Regions from separate parts of the Triticum aestivum genome. Here region 2 is linked to region 1. Evidence: chromatin contacts called from public Hi-C data. All regions are on one chromosome and are shown on one strand. The core of a region is the stretch at or near the end of the contact, and the rest is flanking DNA. Distances in the headings are between cores, read along the strand shown. Region 1 overlaps LOC123045915 (protein ENHANCED DISEASE RESISTANCE 2-like). Region 2 holds the start of LOC123045925 (auxin response factor 22).

What was found. A called contact is a pair of places that touch in the nucleus more often than the background predicts.
Region 2: a contact with region 1 is called in a Hi-C map of leaf, with 6 times the contacts expected there. The contact joins the promoter of LOC123045925 here to the enhancer-like site in region 1. A contact is called at or near these places in 3 of 5 Hi-C or Micro-C datasets (all in leaf) and 1 of 1 datasets of contacts at active chromatin or transcription factors (leaf).

Annotation. Positions count from the first base shown.
Region 1 is chr1A:279,426,744-279,434,075 of IWGSC CS RefSeq v2.1, reverse strand. LOC123045915 (protein ENHANCED DISEASE RESISTANCE 2-like) reads right to left here. Exons shown (of 22, transcript XM_044469164.1): 14 at 7,088-7,332; 15 at 6,273-6,336; 16 at 6,014-6,189; 17 at 5,727-5,828; 18 at 5,596-5,646; 19 at 5,360-5,503; 20 at 5,179-5,274; 21 at 4,503-4,604; 22 at 3,912-4,394. The coding sequence ends at 4,299. Among protein-coding and RNA genes, the nearest start is that of LOC123045915, 12 kb to the right of the region's middle. Within about 2 kb of position 3,260, at least 7 of the 8 cell types and tissues checked have an H3K27ac peak or open chromatin away from gene starts, as enhancers often do. A contact at or near this core is called in leaf, where this site is marked.
Region 2 is chr1A:279,923,933-279,931,264 of IWGSC CS RefSeq v2.1, reverse strand. LOC123045925 (auxin response factor 22) reads right to left here and starts at 2,913. Exons shown (of 6, transcript XR_006421769.1): 1 at 2,534-2,913; 2 at 1,263-2,399.

The sequences.
Region 1 (7,332 bases), core at 2,011-4,510:
AGCTTGAACACAGATGTATTTTAAAAATTCGATTTCATATATGAAAAAATCATATGCACAGATTTGTCTTTATATAATATTGTAGAAAAAAAAGTAATACTAGTCAAATTTACATTTAGGAGACCGCATCAATATCTATAACACCACCTTTTGATGGCTGAAGAGACTGCAGTGTGTTGTTTGTCAATTTCTGTTCGTGAAGGGATTATGTTATCATTACAGTACCATCTTCTCTGTTCTTCGCGCAGATCTTCCTGCGGAACTGATGGTTCCTTGGGATCATCATCTTCTTTGCTGTAGTCATGACACAGTTTCTGCGAGTGTTGGGATTTGTAATCTTGACCGGACAGCTTGGTATGGCTTGTGTCTCTCTCCTTTGTCTAGCCAGAGTTGGGATTATATTCCTGCCCTCCTTTATGTCGGCTTCTCTAGGACGACGATCCATGCAACTCTCGGTTGTTGGTGACTTCTGATCTACAACAATGACTTCTCGTCCTCTATTTCTACAAGCTCCTGAATTTAAACAAGATTACTCAGATAAGATGGATGACCAAAGGCGGCAATGTGCTTTGCTTGCGTCGTGTCGTCGATGGATATAGAAGGAAGATGATGCTAATTTCTTCATGAACTTGCCTGTAATTTCTTATTCATGTATAAGAAAGTTTCAATAAGAGTCGGTTATATTTAATATATGGCCTTGGCCTTTTGGTTAGAAAAAAAATTCCAAAGCACTTAAATTCACCCACACCCACATAGCTAGCCACCCTCCCCGCTTGACTTCCTCGTTTCTCTAATCATTATAATTTGTCTCCCCATGCATATGGTTTTGTAGTTTTTTTGCGAGAAAACTTTCAATCTATTTATCTTCAATCATGGCAGTATAACAAACACTAAAAAAATAATAAAAATTACGTCTAGATCTGTAGACCATCTAGCAACGACTACAAGCACTGAAGCGAGCCGAAGGCGCACCGCCGTCATTGCTCCTCCCTCGCCGGAGCCGGGCCGGGCAAAACTTGTTGTAGTAGATAGTCGGGAAATCATCGTGCTAAGGCCGCATAGGACCAGTGTGGCAGAACAACAACCGCCGGTGATGAAGAGTAGCGTAGATCGGAAAGATCCAGCCTGATTACACATGAACGTAGACGAACTACGATCATATCCGAGCAAATCCATCAAGGATAGATCCGCCCGAGACACATCTCCACACGCCCACTGATGATGCTAGACACACCATCGGGACGGGGGCTAGTCAGGGAGAACCTTATTCCATCTTCAGGGAGCCGCCGCCGTCTAGTCTTCCTGAGCAATACACAAACCCTAACAAAACGTAAAGAAACAACTGAAAGCAAAGCCCTCCCGCCGGCAAGGGTCGAGATCCACTGCGCCTCCATGACCCTAAGGCCACCGAAGACGAGGCGGACCGTCGGCGACGCCGACAGGTGGTAGGGGAATCCTACACTTTTATTGATGACGAGGCAGCCCATTTGGGCAACGAGGCGGTCCTTGGTTTTGTACTACCTCTATCTTGGTTTATTGGTCTTCTTCATATTTTGTGTCAAAATTTAATCATAGATTTAAGTGACAAAATGTTGATGCATGTCATGAGAAGTTGTATCATTGGATTTGTATTTGAACATAGTTTCAAATGATACTATTTTTTGTGACATGCATTAACATTTTGCTAATTAAATCCATGATCAAAATTTGGTACAAATTACTAAAGGGGCCAATAAACCAGGACGTGGGTAGTAGTTTTTATTGCGTTAAGTCTCATGAACTGTGATTTAAGGGCTAAGGAGGCATTTTCATAAAACAGTGAATCGAAATGGACATACTCATGGTAATTCGTCCTAGTAAAAGAATTACACTCTAGATGTAGTTTCGGTCAAACATTTAATAGCTTGAACACATATGTATTTATAAAAAAATGATTTGATATATGAAATCATATGTACAGATTTTTTTTTATATAATGTGTCATAATACAACAATTTTTGTAAGTTTTATTTATATTGTAGAAAAAAAGTAACACTAGTCAAATTTACATTTAGGAGACCGCATCAATATCTACAACAGCACCTTTTGATGGCCGGAGAGAGTGCAGTGTGTTGTTTGTCAATTTCTATCCATGGAGGGATTATGTTATCAGACTAGTCATAGTGGGAGTAACTTAGGTAGTAACATAGCGCACTTTAAGAAAATTTTGCTTATGAGACATGTAGTTAATGAGGAAAGAGATGTTTAGAGTAACATAATATGTTACTGTAACATAGCGTTTTCCGAGAAATGATGAGTCTACAAGCTAATAAATAAAGTCATATATGACACTAGTAATATGTTACTTTGCACTATAGAGATAGTAACTTAGACTAGTGTCATGCATATGGCACTAGTCTAAGTTACTCCCCACTATGACCAGCCTCATTACAGCAGTATCATTTTCTCTGTTCTTCGCGCAGATCTTCCTGCGGAATTGATGGTTCCTTGGGATCATCATCTTCTTTACTGTAGTCAGTACTCTGACACAGTTTCTACGAGCGTTGGGATTTGTAATCTTGACCGAACAGCTTGGTGTTGTTCAACGGGCCAATTAATCCTGAGCAATGACATCGATGTGCGCAAAACTCCCCTGTATCGTGCAATATGGATGAGTTCAAGTAATGGATGAGTTCAAGTAACAGTGATGTCACGCAGTTCATCGGTTAGTGTAATTCTGAACAAAACCTAGGGAAGATCGCTCTCGAAATTGGCATCTCAATTTCAGGGTTCGCCACAGATCTTCAAGTGGAGCTTACCATATGATAAATTAACATAAAGAGATATGCATGTGTTTTTAACAACAAGGGATATATATATTCATTTTTTTCTCTTTATTAGACGTCAAAAAAAGTTTGTTTTCTTTATATACGACAGAGTGCGTGTCGTGCAAACTGTGACCACATGCCCGGCGACAAGCAAATGCGGCGGTGCAACGGCGAGCAGATCCAGAGGCGTCGAATTCAGTTCAGCCTCGCGTCTCTCGCCCCGCGTCCACGTGACCAGCTGACCCCCAGCACGGAGCCGTGCCTGGCGCGACCGACCCGACCCGATCGCCGCCGCCGCCGGCGACGCGCCATGCGCCATAGGGATCAGCACAGGTCAATGGCATTAACAATCCTGTCCAGGATCTCAAAGAGAAAAGAACAACCCTGTCCACGCTCCACCACGCTTACGTACGTGCACGGTGCACTTGCGTTGCGTCCACGCGTCTACTTTAATCTCTCTCTCTCTCTCTCTCTCTTGCGCGACACAGAAGTAGCAAGCAAGCAAGCGACGCGCCATCCTCTGCTCGGAAAGCGCAGGCTCGAGGCGGGCGAAGGAAGAGGACGTTCACCTGTCACGTCCACTGCTGCTACAGCCGCAGCGTCAGCGATGCAGCGTTTGGCCTGCACGGTTAGGAAAACAAGAAAAGCTGAGCTAGCTGGCGCCGCACAGTGACCCCTGATTCCTGATCACGATGTAGCTGCTGCTCCTGCGAACTGGTTGCTACGACGACACCCATCATTTTCACACCCCACTGCTGTCCTGTCCTTTCTCAATCTCTGGTCAGTACGCAAGAGATGCCAGCTCCACTACCTACACCTGCTCGTTCCTTCCGGCTCAAGTGATGATAACAGAAAAGCGAAGCGTGTGGTCCTCGACCTCGAGTGAGTGACCAACTGTACCATGATACGGGAATTCCCGATGATTATCACTGCCTCGTTGGTGTTGGGCTTGGGTCGAGTCCCTTTCGATTCGGTACGAGTGTCTGTCTGGAGGGACAGTCCTCGGATAGAATGAATCATGGCAGTGTAATCACTCTCAGGTGAAGGGTCAACGTCCAGTTAATGGGTTGCTTTGGTGGTGTTGGATCTGAACATCTGACGATCTCTGATCCGATCCCAGATTAGATTCCAAATGAACGACACGAGGTCAGGGTTAGAATACACTTTCCTTTTGTCTCAATTTTTACATGATGAATGAAATGACGAGTTGTCGGCCAAAGAATGGGAGCAAGGCTTTGCATCACACGAGTAGTAGACTGCCATCATCAATCAATCAATACACCGCAACACCTCCTATTTGCAGGAGGAGAAATGAATGTACACTGCTGCGGCAAATACCCCACACTTTTGTGGGCGGCAAGGCAGACAAATGAGTGTATGGCGGGTGGACACGGGGAGTAGCTTGAGCCTTTTCGGCTTTGATGTGCTGTACTCAGGCTTCGAAAGAGAATTGGGATCAACCTGACGCCTCCTTGACCTTGAGAGGTCAGGTCAGCATTCGTCTAGCGATACAGCTTTGGAGGCGTCCAGATAATTCAGTCGGCAGGTGCCTAGGAGGAACTCCGGGAGCTCTTCCTGCGTGTTGCCCTGCATGAGGCAAGGAAAAAACCATGCTTGCTCATCACATCTGTTCTCGATCTTGAGTAGAACAAGAGCATATGTAACAATTTGGTAAAGTTATCCGACGGCGATTACCTGTACCAAGAAGGCCATCTCAATCACCAGGTTGTTCAAGTACCCGAGCACAAGGCTCACCACACCTCGTGCCACTGTTGACGAGCCTATATCAACTCCAAGCTGAAAAGGTTGCATTTCAAAATGTTGAGAACCTGAATATCGCAATTGTACGTACTGGCACTAAACATACTCTCATTAGATCATAATAAGCTATAATGTTAGGAGATAAACCTAAGCCAATTAGTGTTTGGTGACTGCAATGGACCGTTCGACCTATCTTATGGTTAATGAAGACTCATAAACCAAATTAACAGTTAGCGGAAGCCATAATGGTCCAGTCAGATTTTGGTCCATGGAGAACATGAACTAAAAAAGGTAAACGATAAATAATATTGACAAAGTAAAGCAATCCTTACTACTCCCTCCGTTCCTAAATACAAGTCTTTGTAGAGATTTCACTATGAACTACATACGGAGCAAAATGAGTGAATCTACACTCTAAAATGCATCTATATACATCCGTATGTGATCCATAATGAAATCTCTATAAAGACTTATATTTAGGAACGGAGGAAGTACGTGACTGCACCCGTTCAAAGAAAACATAGCTGATAGACTGTTTCCTGAATACATAAGTATGCAAAAAATATGCCAGCTATGCTGATCTCTCGATAATGGCATGCACAGATGTTACCTCCAAATAGTTGCTTCCACGGAAATAATTGATTTCTAGTGCTTGACCAACCAAACAAGCTTTCTTGCCCACACTCTGCTTCACAATCCAAGATCCCTGAATTGACACATTCCGAATTTCCAATCGTAAACCATCGCAGCTTTCTGATTAACACCAATCAAGACTTGTAGGAGAAAGGTACCTTTGAGATATAAGGGATGAGTTTGAACCTTGAGTTTCTGAATGTATCATCTCCATTTACAAATCTTTCAAGTAGAGGAACCTTTTCCAATGGGGTATCCATCATATAATACAAAGCTAAGCTGTACGTGGTAGAACCAGGAACCTGTATACCGACCAGGGTTATAAGTAAAAAGGCAAGGTCTAGGTGCACACTTATGAAGCCTCAATACATTCATAAAGCCGAAGAAATCTCACCTGTATATTTACAATGAAGAAAAATTTGCTGCCTCCTTGTGCTGCATATTTCTGCAATAAAATTCATTGCGAACTTTAATTTTTGTTCCTTCCCATTTGAAGGCAAAATTACTGACTTCAGCAGAAGATACCTGGACTAGTCCGCCAGGACGACCAGCAAGATCATCCTCACGCTTATCAGATTTTATCCAGTCAGCACCAACCATTTGCATCAGTGTATTCTCTGCTTTGATCTGTCAAAGTTACAGATAATTTCATCATTATGGATGGTGAAGCACACGAACCCTGACTATCAATATGCTGACTAGATTAACTAAACATGGCTATTATTGTAACATACAGGATCCCTTATTTCCTGCAGAACAAAGACATGTATCCTAGCCTACTGAATTAGAATAATATCACAGTACTAACCCACCTTTTGACGATCAAGCAAATAGGATTCTCCCCGTATTAAAAATGTTGTCGGGTCTGTCATTGACCAACTAGAAGGCATTGTACAGCTAGAATCTTTTGGGAGAGTATGTCCATAGTAACATGGTCCATTATCAGCATCTGCAGCTCCCTGTAAATCAATGTACCCTCTCTTTTGAACTAGAATATAGGAAATGAGAAACAAGTAGTTAGAAACAAAAATAAATAAAAATACTGAAAAATGTACATCAGCCGTAACACACCTGCAAGATCATGCAACTTCCGTACAAAGACAGCAGCACTGGATAATTTAGCATGTCGTTGGTCCTGCCAAATATTAGACACATGGAATGTAAAAAAACAATCTTGGAGTTCTGCCCTGGTTCTCTGAATTATGCCAAGACCATTGTCATCGTCATTTCTTGTAATTAAATTGTGGTCCTTGCCTATGACTAAGTTGTTCTAATTTTTATAAGCCGACTATAAGTTGTTTCACCTTTCCAACTATGATCAAATTGTGTCATGCTACCACTATGGCATAGGAAAGAATAATAGGTTCATACAATCAAGGAAACCGTACGTTAGTTACTGGCTGACCAGGGTTTTGCAACATATCTGAGAGAAACCTTCCTGCTTCTTTTTATTGCTAAAGGGGAAGGGAGAAATCACATTATGGGCTAAGGTACACACGTTACACTCATTGTGATAATGCAACAGCCGAATAATTGAAAAGTATGGACAATTTTCTGCATATTGCAATGTTGTTAACCTTCACATATGAACGCCACAGGGGTAACGCATATTTAATATGGTCAGCCACACAACAATCTACAAACAGCAATTCTAGAGAGATGGAAATGAACTACCATCTTAATCAATAAGAACAGTATTTATTTATTTATTTGCTCCTTTTGCTGCCATCTTTTATTTCTAATTTCTTTTTTCTTTTGTTAGCCTGGGTACTTTTGGTTTGTGTTGCCGCTTGTAAGCTTTGTGTCATCTTGACGTCTCCTCTAATGCAAAATGACACATTTAGGTGCGTTTTCAAGAAAAAAAAGGTTCTATGTAAAGAACTCACCGCAGCATGTGTGCTCTCATCAGAAGACCACATGGCTTCTCTCTGATCATATTCTGATTCATCTGGGACATCAAAGAACTCATCCGTTGCATCATTAAGTTGAACAAGGGAACCAGTACTGCTTAAGTGCCGCTTAGAACCACCCTGTGGTCCTTCTACAGGACCCTCAAGTCTCTCACACTCATTTGCTGACTGCGTTTCTATTTTTGTTGGCTCATTTCCACCCTGCGGCAGTCCCATATCCC
Region 2 (7,332 bases), core at 1,664-4,163, 500 kb before region 1:
CCAAGGTACAGACAGAAACCTTATGGTTGGAGTACGGGACTGATCAGATAGACAAATGTGCGGTAGGACTTTCAAATAGAGGGAGGATCAAGTACCTTCAGCACGAACAGTTTATACAGGGATCATCATCATACTACATGAGCGTCATATTAATTCAATACCCACATTTGAAATTTAATACTCGTAGTACCAGCATCAGGTATTTATTATAGTAAAGATGCAGTATTCCACACCGAACTTTATTGGATTTGTTTATTAGGCTATAAAAAAACTTTGCAAGAACTAGCATGGAGCCCTGATAGATGGGCTTTGAAACAAACGAATGACTAGAAACGAAGCTGTTGGCAATGAAGACTCCGATCTCAATTCTCTGCTGCACTCTTACTATTTGTACACGAACAACTTCCATAAGAGAAGCTGAACAAATCTGACAGATGATGTAGCTTGTAGATTCTTGTACATAAAAGTTTGACCCTTCTACTGTGTACGGCATTTTCATTAGATTTGTGTACAATTTTTTTCTGTTCCAGGTCAATGTAATTAGACAAATCGTTTCTCATCCACATTAGTCATACCTAACCATGCTAAAGGATTCTGTTTCTAGTTAAAAGTTTGCCAAGTATTCCCATGCCAAGTATCATGTTGGGTGCTAAAGACCAAACATCAAGCTGTGACATTTGAGCAACCGATGATGACGTACTATTCAAGAATTTGATATCATACTAAAAGGAATACGGAAGTTTAGGAGCCCACTATTGATAAATAAGAGAGCTAGTACTTGAAGAACATGCAGACTGATAATCCAAATTTGGAAACCAACAAAGCTACTAAAGGACCACAAGCCTTTTCTTCCATAACTACCATGCAGTTGTGAATTCTGCATTCCAACAGCTTTATTGATTGTACCACCAATTCATACAAAGTCAAAATCGAAGGAGGATGTGATGTTTTACTCCAGTAAATCTAAGCCAGTTGTTGAACTAATTAATAGGTTAATTTGTTGATATCAGGGGTTTGGGAATCATTATTATTACCATTACTACTAATTTGGCAACATTGTGCGGCAAGCTGGCCATGTTTTGTATGGTAGTACCTTAACTTCTAGTTCCATTCAAGGCATCTGAATGAGAAGCCTCCATACTACTAACGTTGTGTAAATGATGCACTGCATTCATCCCTTGCAGTTCCATGTTATGTACTATGCATCTTTATTGAGAAGAAAGGATGGAGTGCGACTATGGATATCATCAGATCGAACAAACCTGAAGAAGTCTCCATGGTGAATTCGGCCATCTGAGTGGATCGGCAACCTGAACCGAAGATATGGTCCCCATAAACCAGCTGATTCTTGAGGAATCCTCGGTCTCAAAGGCCATCTTGAACCTCATGCCAGGGCACCAGTGGATCCTCATGGCGGCCTGCATCGCCGCGGCCTTGACAACAAACTCCGGCGTGCTAGCTCTCGGGTAGTAGACCACCTCAAATGGCTGGCTGTTGGCCGCGAGGGTGGCCGCCTCCACGACATCGGCGATCTTGACCTTCCCCCTGCCCTTGACGTAACCGGCGGGGCCACCATTCATCATCTTGTTCTCCTCGTCCTTGAGGAAGGCCGAGAACCCCCCGTACCCTGGCGCGTTCCAGCCGGATATGCACTCCATGCCCCCGCAGGTGACCCGCTTGGCCCGGCGTATCCCGACGCAGAGCTCCCCGTGCTCGGTGCGCAGGAAGACGATGGAGTCCCCCGCGACGAGCTTCTTCTGGTTCACGAAGGTGCTCCAGCCCGTGGTGAGCAAATGCCGGCGCGGCGTGCCCCGGTAGATGTGGCGGAACTTCCACACCTCCCCGTGCACGTCCTTGGCGAGCACCGTCTGCACCGGCGGGTCAGCCCTGTAGTCAAGCTTGGGGAAGATGGTCTCCGCGCAGTAGCGCGGCACCGAGAAGCCGCCGCCGTTGTTGGCGTCGGACTGCGTCAGCGTCTTGGCGAAGGAGGCCAGCTTCTCGCGCGCCTCCGCCGGGTCGCCCCCGAGCCCCTCCGGCTCCCGGAACCCCGCCTCGCCGGGGCCGACGGGCACCAGCCGGATCTTGGCGAACACCTCGTCCGTCTCCGGATCAGCCAGGAAGCGCACCCCTGCCACGCAGCAGAGCACGAGCGCGGGCAGCGGACGCGGCCCGACCGCCGCCGCGAGCTCGGCGGCCGCGCTGCCGCCGCCGCTGTTGGCGTGCTCGGCGTGCCCCTGCGGGAAGTAGTAGACGCGCGAGCGCGGCAGCGGCATCTGCACCATGCCGCCCGCGCAGGCGTGCCACAGCTGCGGGTCCAGGCACCTCTCCTCGCCCACCTCCTTCATCTCCACCCAAAACCACCGCCACGAAATGCGATCACTTCTTCCCGCACACCAAACCTGCCACCAAATTGCCCTCCATCAAATTCGCAAACCACCGCACAGCAAACCCAACTCCACACGCAATCAATCCATGGCGGGCACGGCCATCAAAAGAGCAAATCAACATCAAGAAAAGCAAGAAAGGCAAGCACCTGTTTGGCCCGCGCGCATGGCCTCCAATTGGCAGATCGCGAAAGCTCTGCGAGAGATGTGAACGCCCAGAGCCGGAATAAACAAAGCAAAGGAAAGGAAAAAAGGGAAATCTACATCAGGCGACGGCGCCTCCCCTGCCCTCCCCCGGCCCCTGCAACTCCATCCCAAGTTGAAGAACCGCCGCGCCGGTCAAAGCAAAGCAAAGCAGAATAAATATCCAATCCTTGGTGTCCGGAACCCAAAAGGCCCCGATTTTTTCCGTGTTCTTGAGAGAGGGAGGGAGGACGAGGAGGGAGGGAGCGCTGCGCTACAGCGGCACAGTGGTTTGGAATTATGGCGAGTTCTTTGGATGTCTTCCCGGCCATTAGATAGATAGAGAGATGGATAGATAGGGGAGAGCTTCGCTGCTGCAGTGGCCGGGCGCCCCAGTGGAGCCGCGGCCCCACCAGATCGCCTGCGCTGGCTCGCACAGCCAACAGCGACGCGCACCAACCGTAGATGACTGGTGGGGCCGGCGTGTCGGTGATAAAGGCTGTGGGGCCATGTGGCTGCCTTTTGTGCTGTCGGTGGGCCGCGGCCTTGATGGCCCGGACTAGGAAGTAGGGAGTGGCGACAAGAGCCGAGGGTTTTCGTGTTGTTTTTAGTGTTTCTGAATCTGAAAAGAGGGGGAAATGTTTTTAAAATCCAACAAAACAGCTAGATTATCTCAGATCTGAGCCCATTTATTTGGTCTCGCCGCTGTTGCGAAGCTCGCAGCGTTTTGTTGGTTGGGGTGGGTGGGACCCGGAAGAAAAGAAAACAAAAAAACAGTTTTGTCACGCGTGCGACGCGACGCGACGCGACGCGATGCATGTGTATATCCTCGTCTCGTCTGCTGCGAGGGAAGGCGACGACACATGGTAGTAATAAGCTGTCGAAATTTGGTTGTTTGGGAGAGAGGAGAGGACAAGAAAGCATTTGTGCGCCGCGGCCGTAAGTTGGTGTTGGCAGCGACTGATTGCATGATCCGGAAATGGGCGAATCTTGTGCCTTGTTCGTCTCAACTCCTGTGTCTTCCCTTTCCGGCCCGGGGGCGAACCCATCGCCGGGAATTCAGAGCCAGGGCAACCCACCCACGGAACACCGATTGGGACATGTCGCACCTCTCCCTCCTCTTTTGCGCCACTGCAGCTGGCCACGGGCCGCATCTGTATCTGCATCTGCATGGATCATACTGTACTAGTACTACCCCGTTTGCTATACTTTATTTATTTTTGACACCGAATTTGTGAACTGAAGGAAAAAAAATGTCCAAGTCTCGGGGTTTCGTGACGTGCCAACTCTTGGTGGAGAGTGCGCCGTGAAAACGCTGTCGTTCTTTTCTCTCGTCGCCGTTGGATCCAAGAAAAGAGAGCGGGAGGAGGAGGCGCCGTGCGCGGGGTTTGGGGCGATGGATGCCTCCGCGGCCCGAGGCCAGCCGTGCGTGCGCCACTGGCCGACCGCCCAAACAAAAGTCCTCCCCATGATCCCATCTCCATCTCGTAGCGGACGCGTAGTTCGTCTCTACTCCGGCCACGGCTTCGACCGAGGCGCCGCTCTCTCGATCGATCCCATCGATCGTGGCCTGCCAACGGCCCCTCCAGTGCTCCCGTCCTCCGCGCCACTTACAAAAAAGGGAATCGCGAGATTTGGCGAGCATTTGAATGTCACGTCGATTTTAAGGGACGGTTGGGATTTTGAGGTGAGGGGGCGCTGCGCTGGACCAGGACAGCGACCTTCCGCGAAGCACTGTTGAGCATTTTCCGTGATGTCTCTCCACGGGTACTGTTGACTATACGACATCCGCGCAGTTTTTGGTACTGCAATCAAACCACCGGATCAACCTCTGCAAAGCCGCGCCGGCCCTCCTTCACCTAACAAGTCTGGATCGTATAATAACTGGGCCATTTTTATCGATTTTTCAAGGCTGATGGAGCCACCGTAAATAGGAAAAACTCCGAATTTTTTTTTTATGAACTGGAAAGGACGAACTGTTTTTTTTTTTGCGGGGAAAGCGACGAACTTATCAAGGAGACTTTAGGCATGGCCAACACTACACGGTGGACAGATGCCCCAACGCTCCGCGTAGGTTTGGGCGGTCCTTGATTGCTGTTTGTGATGCTTACAGACTTACAGACTAAAGAAGGATCTTGTAGAGGAGGTCATCTCCTCCCTGACAAAAGTGTAACGAGTCAATGAAAGACAAGAGAAGGGAAGAGAAAATAGAGAGGATTAACGAAGTGTTGGGCTGAGATTTGGATAAAATAGGAGAGAAATATGAGAAGTAAAAAAGACCGGCCTGAGGATAGTGCTGCGTTGGGCATTGGATTTTGGGACAGTAGTTTCCATGCTATTTTTCTATGTGGTAATGATGAGGTAGTAGATAGGTAGTGCCATCATAGTTCATGCCCTTGTGGTGGTAGGCTAGTGTTCTTTTTTTTTCTTTCAAAAATGCTAAATATCTGTCGGATTTTTAGAGCTCGCAGCGAACGTGTTGGTTACCATCAGATGCCCTTCGCGAATCTTGGCACAAGATGCCTCGACACGTGAGTGGCCGCACCCATTAGATACAGCAGTGCCTCACGTGAGCGCTCCCTTAGACCCTTTCTGGTGGTCCACTATGTACGGGTGCTGAGCATGCCACATAGGCAAAAAATCTGATAATGAAAGAGGAGAGAGATGAGTATGTTAACCCCAGGAAGAACGACGCAGACCTATGCAAGACACTTAAATGAAAGAAGTTTGCCCTATGCATGAAAGAGTTTAGTTATTAAACAATTAAAGGAAAGAAGCTTAGCAACAACAAACTAAGCACCTATGCATTGAGGTCTTTAGTTGCTAAACTCTTTAAAGCACCTAGCACTCCATCCAAGCACATGTGCATTGGAAGAGGCTTTATCACCTCAACCAGGAGGAGTGACGGTGTCCTGGACTAGGGGGTACTAACCTAGTCGGCCCCTAGTCTCCGAGTCGGACTAATGGGCCCGCATTCTCATTAAGGAAGACTCCGGAAGTTGTACGCCTATATGAGATCAAGACCGTACCTTCCGAAGACTTGACGTGTACTCCAAGATATCCCCAGCCGCCTCCATGCGATCCTCAGGATACGGACCATGTAACCCTAGATACCCTACCTGGCATGTAGATAAGGCAAGGGGTTTAGCCTGTAGAGGGGACCGAATCACAATTACATTCACCCAGCCCTTGAGGTAGAACACAACTTATGATCTCGAGGTAGATCAACTCTGTACTTGATACATCCCCATCAATATAAAAAAGAGCATGACGTAGGGTTTTACCTCCATCAAGAGGGCCTGAACCTGGGTAAACATTGTCTCTCATGTTCCTGTTACCATTGATCCGATATCCACAGCTCGAGACCCCCTACCCTGAGGTCTGCCGGATTTCACACCGACACTGCTGCTTTCATTGAGAGTTCTACTATGAGATCAACAAAAAGATCGATCGCTCATCTGCAGATCAACTACGGCACCGGTCACGGAGACGTTTACGTCCCCGGCTAACTCTTTGTGTTTGGAAGCATGATCTTCTGCGTCGACTCGACAGGCCATCTGACCTCCATCGAGAACTATGCCCCAGGTCAAATCATGACCTTCGGAGGCCTGGAGTACACCGCGGACTCTCGCGGCGAGCTTGTCCTATCAGGCCGGACGCCGGACCGGGTTGAGGGTTTACCAAGCATCGGAGGCTCGACTTTGAAACCGATCTCCTTCGAGGACATCAGATCAGGCTCCCTGACACCACTGGAGGCGCCTAGCCTAGTGGTCCCAGGCGATCTCACCTTGAATACCGGCCCGGATGCTAGTCCGTTCCCCATCTCGGAAGCAACGTTGGATTTAGAACCTACCCGGGCGCAGGATCTGGAATTTCCCTCGGATCATCACCTCGCCGAAAACACGCGAAGTTATGCGTCGGGCGTACTTCGGGTTAGCCCCTCTTACAGCCAAGCCATTAACTGCAAAGATCTATTTCACCTGAACAGGATGCTTGACCGTATCCAGAGCACGTCAATCTCGAATGGCAAGACTTCAGTTTACAACGAGATTGGACTTAAAGCCGACGATCGGAAAATTTACATCCCACCCACGACCAACCTAGTCGCCACGGTCGATGACTTAATCGATGTGCTAGACTATGAGAAGGCCACGAACTTGGATGAAGATGTCGATGGCCCCACCAAAAACACTTCGTTGTTAGTAAATACCGGCAAGTGGGCCGCAACATCTACCTATGATGTATACATGGTCGACACTCCTAGAACCCCCCAGGCGTCGACGCAGATGCGGGCGGGGCACCAACGGGGAACCCAGCGGGAACAACACCATCGCCGATAACGGTGGCACGGCGGCAGATGGCTGATGACCTAGGGGAAGATCTTCAAACTTCCTCAGAATGTCACGACACCCCGGAAGGAATCCCCGAGGACCTAGACCCCGATGACCTCTTTGAAGGGGCCGTCGACAACTATATGCCCGAGTCCGAGGAAGACGAAAGCCTCAGCACCGAGGACTATATCGTTCCCGAAGACCCCTTTGAGCAAGAGCGCTTCCGGCGGCGCCTTGAAAGTGCGTTAAGTCGACTAGAGGGGGGGTGAATAGGCGATTTTTATGAATTCTTCACTGAGGAATTTCAGGGTGAGGAAATTCCTAAGCGAAGAACTACTTGCAGCGGAATAAGTACTCAGGTGCAAACATAACAGAGTAGTAGCATAGTCATCATGAAGAAATGAAAGCAAGCGCAGAGTACAGAAAGCGTAAAC